2 separate regions of the Mus musculus genome follow, and region 1 is linked to region 2. A link is a contact called in public HiChIP or PLAC-seq data. All regions are on one chromosome and are shown on one strand. The core of a region is the stretch at or near the end of the contact, and the rest is flanking DNA. Distances in the headings are between cores, read along the strand shown.

Region 1 (4,489 bases), core at 783-3,282, 880 kb after region 2:
TCCAGTCTTGGCAGATCTCTCACCTTGAAATTCCAAGATGACTGCCGGAGACACCTGGATAGTGGTTCTCCTTGTTCCGGGGGAAGAAAGGATACATCTCCTCAGAGCCTGCCTGGTTGGACTTGTTCTTCTTGGTGTGGTCATTGCGCTGACTTAGGTCGTGTTCGGTACTTAACATAGATCAGTTTTCTCTCTAAGCAAAATACCGGAGATCGTCAGCTTAGTGGAAGGGAGGTTTTGGAGGGCTTCAGTCCATGGTCTTTACACCTTGTTGCCCCATGGGACCTGTGACAAAGCAGTAGCTCAAGGTAGAAACACATGATGGAGCAAAATTGTCTAGTAGGTGGGAACAAAAGAAGTGGAGCTGGTGTCCCATTATCCCTCTCAGGGGCATGCTTCTAATGGCAGGAAGGTCTCTCTGACTAGGCCTAACCTCTAAAGCATCTAACACCTAACTCCCTAAAGTACCAAGCTGAGTACACATCATTTTACACACGAGCGTGTGATCGAACTATCTGCTATGAGGAATGGGTCACTGGGCTAAGATCCATGGACGTATTGGATATCTTGGTGTTGTCTGCCCCTTTTCTGCATCATCTTGCCCTCCCTCCCATCATCCCTCCTTCCTCCCCTCCCGTCTTCCCTCTCCCTCTCCCTATTCCACCCCACCTCCTTCCATCCGTTTGCATTCTCTTGTCTTTGCAATTCTGGGAAGCTACCACTGCCCACCCCCAGGCCCCTCAGAACACTCTCCGAACCCAGCCAGCATCACTGGACTTCCAAAATGCATAGTGACTTTCTCTTTCCATTAATCCTCAAAGACTTCCTCTGTTTGAAATGCAAGGTGTAATTGCTCACGCTGGGTATTTAATATCATGCATAATAATGCATAATAACAACCACCAAGAGTGAGCTCTGTTTAAGCCTGGAGGTAGTTTACAAAGCACAGTAAGGATCTTTGGAGCCTGGCAAGCTGCCCACACAGCAGGTGGTGCTGGGCAGCGGCTCCTGAGCAGGGACCGAAGGCCTGAGTTCTATTGTTAGCTCTGCTGCTAGGTCGCCAGTGACTTTGAACAAAGCAATTAACCCCTATGGAACTGCCAGCTTCTGCCTTTAAATAGTACAGTGAAACCTGATCTAGGCTCTTCCCCACCCCAGCCTTCTAAAGGGTTCTGAGGCGTCCTTTGTTTCTAACAGTCCACTGAGGAAGGCTAAGTTACCAGTAAGGAGTTTTTATATTTTCTAGAGCAGAAACTCACTGGGTCACATGAATGGGGTAGAGCGGTAAGCACAGGCCCTGAGTGACCAGCATCCTGGAGGTCCTGAGCTGAGTCCAATTTAAGGAAAAACCTGAAGAGATGGCACAGTGGTTAGAGCACTTGCTGCTCTTCCAGGGAACCTAAGCATGGTACTCAATATCCACATGGTGGCTCATAACCACCTGTTAACTCCTGCTCTAGGGGATGCTTCTGGCCTCTGAGGGCACCTGAACACATATTCACTTACATATAAATAAGGAAAGAAAGAGAGAAAGAAAGAAAGAAAGAAAGAAAGAAAGAAAGAGAGAGAGAGAGAGAGAGAGAGAGAGAAGGGAGGGAGGGAGGGAGGGAGGGAGGGAGGGAAGAAGAAAGGAAGGAAGGAAGGAAGGAAGGAAGGAAGGAAGGAAGGAAGGAAAGAAGGAAGGAAGAAAGGAAGGAAGAAAGGAAGAAAGGAAAAAGTTATTTAATGGTACTTATCAAAAAATATGACTTTGTGCAGGGCCACTGTGGTTGGTAAGGGGAGCACTGTAATGAATGAAGTCTGTCCGTCTCTCTGTGTCTATCTGTCTGTGTCTGTCTGTGTCTCTCTCGGTCACTGCTTGTTGCACTACATAACCTAATCTGACATCAAACTGGCCGTCCTCTTATCTCAGCCTTTCACGTAAAGAAACCTTGGCTTATCTCCAGATCCAGAACCGGCAGTCTGTAGTCAAGGAGCAGGGCTGGGTTTGTGGATGGAAAATTACTGAGAGGGAAAACTCACTCATAAGAGGAGAGTCTGACCATGCTGACCTAACAGGGTTGTGGAAGGCAAGCTAATCTAGTCAAACATCACCTAGGAGACGGAGGAGGAGAATGAAGGGCCCAATCAGGTATTGAGGGAGATCAGATACCGGAATAAGGGCTTCCTGCTAAGCTGGCTTAGCAAGGTTCATTTAAATTATTTTTAATTTTACTTTCATGTGTATGCGTTCATGTGCCGTAGCATGGGTGTGGAAATCAGAGAACAACTTGCTGAAATCAGTTTTCTCCTTTTACCTTGTGGAACGCAAGGATCAAACGCAGACTGTAGGCTAGGCAGGCTGAGCGGTCTCACCGGCCCAGCAAGAGCCTTTACTAAAAAACGAAATTTCACAAACAGGATACAAATGGTTCCCAGGGAAGATTTAGGAGTCTGACTACTATTTGGCCAAGCAAAGAATCTTTGTCAGTCCTGAACCCCAGATGACAAATACACCTGCAAGCTGATACATAGTTAGATCGGAGAGCTCTTGTCTCTGTGAAGGCCTTGGCTCTGTACACAGAGATGGTGGGTCAGTCCTCCCATGCAACCCTACTTCTCCTGAAAAGCCCAAAGCTCAGTGCTATAAGCACGGGCACCTCTGTTAGTGAGGCAGAAGCAAAGGTTGAGATAAAAGGAGCAGGGACTGGGAGATGGGGGGTGGGAGGGGACTGTTCTTTTAGGCTTTCGGATCCCCAGGTGCCTTTCCCCTGTGCATTGAGCCAGTAATCCACCATCACCCCCATCCTACCCTTAGCAGCACACTGGTGTCTTCTCGGAATACAGAGATAAGATCTTTGGGAAAAAAAAAAACCTGGATGTGTTTGCTAGGAGACAAAGAGAGGGAGAACGCAGACTGAAAACGGAACTATGACGAGGTTCCCAAAGGCTCTTCTCAGCTCTCAGCATACTGGCAGCCAGACCTGAACTGTCTAAGAGACTAGAAGGTTCTCTGTGCATCCAGACAGCCCAAAATAAAGACCTTAAATTCTGACATAGAGATTTACTGGTGATTTCTTCTGCTAGGTACAGAGGAACCCACAGCGGACATGTCCCAGTGCATGCTGTCAGGATTTTCTATCAGCTCTGTAGCTCTCCCTGATCTTGGATATAAACACGGGCCAAAGATCACCGCTTTGCATCTGAGGACAGTTTTAGGAGGTCTAATTCAACAAATGAAGCTGACTCTGAGGAAACAGGTTGTCCTGAGGAGAAAGCAACTTCTTTAATCATAAACACTCCTTCAAGAGAAGGATTTTATTCAGGAGAGGAGGAAAATGATATTTATAATTGAGTATTCGGAGAGCAAAGAGACCCTTAACTGTTTGAAACATGTCTATGAAGCAAGCCCTCGGGAGGGGGAAACAGAAGGGTTAAAGGTTAATCTTTAAGCTCTTGGCAAGTTTGAGGCCAGACCGAGCTATAAGTGAAACTTTACCTTAAAAGATAAAAAAGAAGCCAGGGGTAGTGTAGTGGTGCACACCTTTAATCACAGCACTTGTGAGACAAAGGCAGGAGGATCTCTGAGTTCTAGGATAGCCTAGTCTATATAGTGAGTTCCAGGACAGTCAGAGCTACCTAGTAAGACCCTGTCTTGAAAATATATAGATATAATAATCAAAGTGTGACAGCAGTAGAAATTTTAAAATAACCTAGAAAGGTTAAGAATATTACGTAATATGAAACACAGGGTTAAAAAAATTAGGATATAAGGCTAAAAACCCAAGAAAAGTAGATCTGTGCACTAAGTCCGACACACAAATAAAATACAGAACGAAAAGCCCAGAGGAGAGAAAGAATCCTCAAGAAACATCCAAGAAGACATTGCAGAGTGTGAAGAGTGAAGGGCTCTAGCCCAGGCCCACATCATGGTGTATCTAGGGAAAGTTTTATGAGCTTCTAGAAAGAAAACAAACACAATCAAGACATACATTTATTTGTTTATTCTTTCTTTCTTTCTCTCTCCTTCTTTCTTTCTTTCTTTCTTTCTTTCTTTCTTTCTTTCTTTCTTTCTTTCTTTCTTTCTTTCTTTCTTTCTTTCTTCATTAATTCATTCATTTATGTGTGTGGCTGTCTTGCCTGCATGGTTATCTTTATACCACATGTGCACTGACTGCTCTCAGATGTCAGAAGAGGACATTGATGTCCTGGAACTGGAGTTATAGCCAGCTGTAAGCTCCCATGTGAGAGCTGGGAATTGAACCTATCTCCTCTGTAAGAGCAACAAGTGCTCTTAAGCTCTGACCCACCTTTCCAGCACCCCAAAACCGTTTTATTTTCTTACTTTTTTTTTTTTCGAGACAGGGTTTCTCTGTATAGCCCTGGCTGTCCTGGAGCTCACTTTGTAGACCAGGCTGGCCTCGAACTCAGAAATCCACCTGCCTCTGCCTCCCCAGTGCTGGGATTAAAGGCATGCGCCACCACGCCTGGCTTTATTTTCTTACTTTTT
Region 2 (4,449 bases), core at 1,904-4,403:
TGAAGACTGTAGGGTATTCTATTCCTGTAACAGAATGGCTGACTAACCATTGGCCGTTGAATTCCTACTTTGTGAGATACAGTGGGCAAGATACTGATATTTAATTCTGGAAGGATTCATGTGTGTGCACGCAGAAAGAGATGCTTCCACACACCTTGAGACCAAGTGCAAATAACCCAAGCATTTGGGAACTGATCTTTGGTTTATGGCAAGAGCTTTCCCCTTAAAACCACTTTCTAGAGTTTCACCTAGAAAATGCTTTTTAAGGGTCCAGGTCTATGTTTGCCTGTGACATTCTTATTATAGTGTTGGAGGCAGCTAAGAGGGTCCTTAGAGCTGGTTAGAATTCTGTGGAGTATAATTTGGCTTACACACACACACACACACACACACACACACACACACACACACTTAGATCTCGAATCCCAGTGTGAAACACCTTGAGCTCTGTTCAGTAGTGGGGAGGGACCACTTTTCTTCTATCAGGATAATTTGCTCTGACATTTGCAGGTGCAGGAGAGTGGGAGTCTGTTTACCGGAGATGATGAACAAGATCCCAGAAGTCAGAGTCATCTTGGCCTTGGCAGAGTCATCCATGCTACCAATGCGAATGCACTTCAGGGCGAAGATGGACACGAGGATACCGATGACCCCCAGAACAATGCCCACGATCATCAGGGCTCGTACAGCTTGCAGCATGGCTGTAGGAGAAGGGGCATGACACAGGCAGACCATCACTACACTGAGTAGGTTTTATGTCGGCAAAAACTCAGCAACCCCAATGAACCAGCGCGGACCCTTTGAGGACGTCAAGACCATAAACTGTTTTCTTTGACACTGTGCAAAAATGTGGAGTTGTGGGAAATGCCAAAAGGCATCACTTGTAACTCCTCTGAGGGATGAAAGATACGCTCAGAGATGCCCATAGAAGGAGAGAATTGTGGCTCAGTGCCGTTAAGAGAGCTCTGGGTATTTATTAGTATCATTTCAAAATTTTATAATCTGAGTCCAGAAAGGGAAAACATTTGTCTAACTTGATCAATAAATTATTTATCGAGTTGTCAGGAAACTCAAGTAACCCAAACATCATTCTACTTCTCTTTGCATAGGAACTGAAAGCAAATTGCAGAGAAACTCAGCACTAAGTCTGGCATGAGATAATCAAGGTAGCAAGAATATACCAGCAGTACTTTATTTTTTGTATATTAAGCCTTTCAACATGACCAGTTTATCAACGGTGTCCCTTTTCTGGAATCAATTGTTAGTGTAGGTCCTATTGGATCCTGTTTACCTCACCTCCAGATATGCCCAACTCAGTTTCCATTTTATTATTGGAAGACGGTAAATCACCTCAACAGTCACTCACCAAGACCCTCACACTGGGTATGGAACTTCAGTAGTGAACACTTTACAAAATATGGAGAGACATGCTGTTACTTAAGAGGGCTAAACGCTTTTTTTCCCCCTTGGGATCAAGGAGTTATCCTGACATCATTAAAAACCATATTTTGAAACTCATTCCTGTTGAGACTCTTAATTGAAATCAGGAGATTCTCAATTATGCAGGATATTTTCATTGGTGTTATTCTTTAAAGATCAATTGTTGGACAGTTTCCAAAGCATAATCATTGCTGAAGGTCTTTGCTGATGGGAGGGGATGTGACGTCATGGGATGCCACAACCACAGGAACCACATCCTACACTTCAATGTCAGAGGTCAGACAGAAAGATCTTTTTTCTCTTGTTTGAAACCATAGAAATTCTTTCCTAATTATCTAAGCACCAAATGCCCATTATAAACATCTCTGAGCTAGTAGGAACCTCCTAGAGTCTTTATCTCACTTCTTGTGGGAGGTGGGAAGATAGCCATCTGTAGCATCTTGATGAGTTATTTTTCTGGGAAATATTTCTTCTTAGAGAAGAGAAACAAAGCCCCACTGGTGTGTGTGTGTGTGTGTGTGTGTGTGTGTGTGTGTCTGATACTACTGTTTATTCCCTAGGCACCAAATCAGGAGCCAATTAGAGATGTATGGAGATGTCTAGGCCCTACAATGTTCTAACGATGAGGGGGTCACCTGAAAGAGATGTTATTCTTAGTATCAGATAGACCAGTTAATAATTTCCAGGTGAAATTCAAATTCAGGAGTAGAAAGAAACAGCAGAAAAACTTCCTGGTGGCCTTCTTACCATGGCTCTGGTGGCCTTCTTACTATGGCTCTGGTGGTCTCCTTATCATGGCTCTTGGATGGCTGAAATGAGATCCCACTGACTCTAGCTCAACAGTGCAGACCTCCATTTACCTTGTCCTAATTCTCCTCTCCCTCAGGAACTTGAGGTTGATTTTTAACTTTGCTTTTCTGCTGGGAGGAGTGTTCTGTAAGCCACTGTCACTAGCTGTGGTCCATTTCCAGTACAAGTTTTTGTGAGTTATCTGTCCGATCGTTTTTGGGAGAACTAAGAAGTTTGGCATCTTGAGGTTGCAGTTGGGTTCTGTGCTAGTGTAATTGGCAACTCCAGTGAGACACAAAGAACACATGAGTGTTGAAGGGGCGTTAAGACCTGTCTACTTGTAAAATATGGTTTAGCTCTTTCACTGTACCTGGAATACTGTGGTATTCCAGAGCCACGCCCAGTGGCTGAGAGCAAATACATTGTTCCTTTCCTTATCAATACATGCAAATGCATATTCATGCCATCTACTGGGGTATTTGTTTCTGTCTTTGTGTTTTTAGAGGCAGCACACACTGAATTATTGTAGCCATGAATTAATGATGCCTCGACATACTCGTCTATGAATTTGTTCATTCACCATGTTTTAGGGATTTTTCTTCTGCTTTCCTTTTGTTTAGAATTTCATCGTGTATCCAAGGATAGCCCTGGACTCACCAGGTAGTCCAGGTTGGCTTTGAATTCCCAGCAATTCTTCTACCTCAGCCTGCCAAATATTGGGATTCCAGAGAAACGACCTGCCTTCAAGCCTTTGGTGTTCAGAGATTGGCTATTTCCACAGTCCTGGGCCTTATATTTTTTTCTTACCTTGGGAATGCTCTGGCTGAATAAATGCCAGAGAACTTTGTAATAGTAACTCATGGAGTGAGTCTGGTTGTCTTTTGTACACACAGTTGAATGACACAGTGATTTTGTGGTTCAGAACTGTGACTCAGAGGACATTTGTAAGATAGCCCACACCCTCTGGAAATAAATATCCTCAGGCTGTTCTGCTTTTACATGTTACCATTGGGAAACTGGATGTTTGAGAAAAAAAGGACTGGAGACATCGCCCCTGTCTTGCTCCCACTGGCCTCTTAGAAGTTTTCAGTCTACCCAGGATCCTACTAAAAGTTAAAAAAAAAACTACTCTAGTTTTGATCTTTCAACTCCTAAGCTGCTAGAAAAATTACAACATAATTTATTCATATTGAGAAACACTGGGCCAAGCATCTGGTTAAGGTAACACAACCAGAATCAATCGAACAGAATCAACTGGGCGCCAGTGAACCAATCAAACCACCACATAGGACGAAGGTGGTCCTTCCCTTGATCCTATGGAAGTTGGAGCCCTGGGCAGATGGTTTGTGCCAGGTTTTCGGGTTCTTTCTTCTTGTTTGCTCTTTCTTGACCTGCAATGTGGGCAGGACGTGCTTTGAGTAAGGGTTCCAGCATGTCCCAGAGCCCCTTCTTATTTTTCTGAACCTCTTCGTTACTTTTGCCCCCTCTGCTCTATGGGGTTTGAAGGACTATAACATTGACTTGTGACTTGGGGTTTAGGAACCCAGGCTTGAATGGATGGATCGAGGCCTTCTCTGCTTAGAAACCCCTAGTGTGATGGAGGCAGGTGACAGGAAGTGGATGGACAAGTGCTGCACCATCTATAATGATCTTGGAGAGACAAGAAGATGATCTGAGCTCCCTTTTTAGCTTGAAGAGTCTACCTTCTGGAATCCAAATCCTTCTGCTTAGATAGAAACAGAAAAATTACACAGAACCGTAGGTTTTTCTTTTTCCACTGAGTCTCTTATTTGATATTTTGATCAAACGGCAAGGGCTTGTCAAATGATAAGGCGTGAGTCAGTAGGCTCTGTCCTCTGAGTCCCTGCACCAAAGGTGTGACACAACATTCTTCCCAGTGAATAATTTGCCTTATCAGCCAGAAGGGCGGGCAAGACTCTGGGCTGATAAAAGCAAACAGAAAGGTTGGGACTCAGAGTTCCCCTTTCTGTTGCAAAATCTCTCATTCCGAAGAGTCGCTGTGGATTGAGGGGTGAGGGGCACCAAGGTGTGGGGCTCAGTCCTGATTGCATCTGAGCATGCCCAGAATCTTCAGAGACATGACAATGGCCTTGCCTCATTCGGAGCCTGTCACTGGGTTGTTCCACAGTGTAAGACTTTTTAGAGTGAAGCATTGACAATGGTCCTGAGGGATACTCAAGGAGGAAAGCGTGCCCAGAG

What was found. HiChIP or PLAC-seq counts read pairs in DNA pulled down with a chosen protein or histone mark.
Region 1: a FOXA1 HiChIP or PLAC-seq map of pancreatic cancer cells shows a contact between it and region 2. The contact joins two enhancer-like sites. A contact is called at or near these places in 3 of 39 promoter capture datasets (the 3T3-L1 cell line, embryonic stem cells and hippocampal neurons) and 1 of 115 datasets of contacts at active chromatin or transcription factors (pancreatic cancer cells).

What each region holds. Positions count from the first base shown.
Region 1 is chr9:100,581,064-100,585,552 of GRCm38.p6, forward strand. No RefSeq gene overlaps it. Among named protein-coding and RNA genes, the nearest start is that of Slc35g2, 12 kb to the left of the region's middle. Within about 2 kb of position 2,033, at least 93 of the 459 cell types and tissues checked have an H3K27ac peak or open chromatin away from gene starts, as enhancers often do. A contact at or near this core is called in pancreatic cancer cells, where this site is marked.
Region 2 is chr9:99,698,273-99,702,721 of GRCm38.p6, forward strand. It overlaps Cldn18 (claudin 18), which reads right to left. Exons shown (of 5, transcript NM_019815.3): 2 at 537-701. Among named protein-coding and RNA genes, the nearest start is that of Cldn18, 9.6 kb to the right of the region's middle. Within about 2 kb of position 3,154, at least 48 of the 459 cell types and tissues checked have an H3K27ac peak or open chromatin away from gene starts, as enhancers often do. A contact at or near this core is called in pancreatic cancer cells, where this site is marked.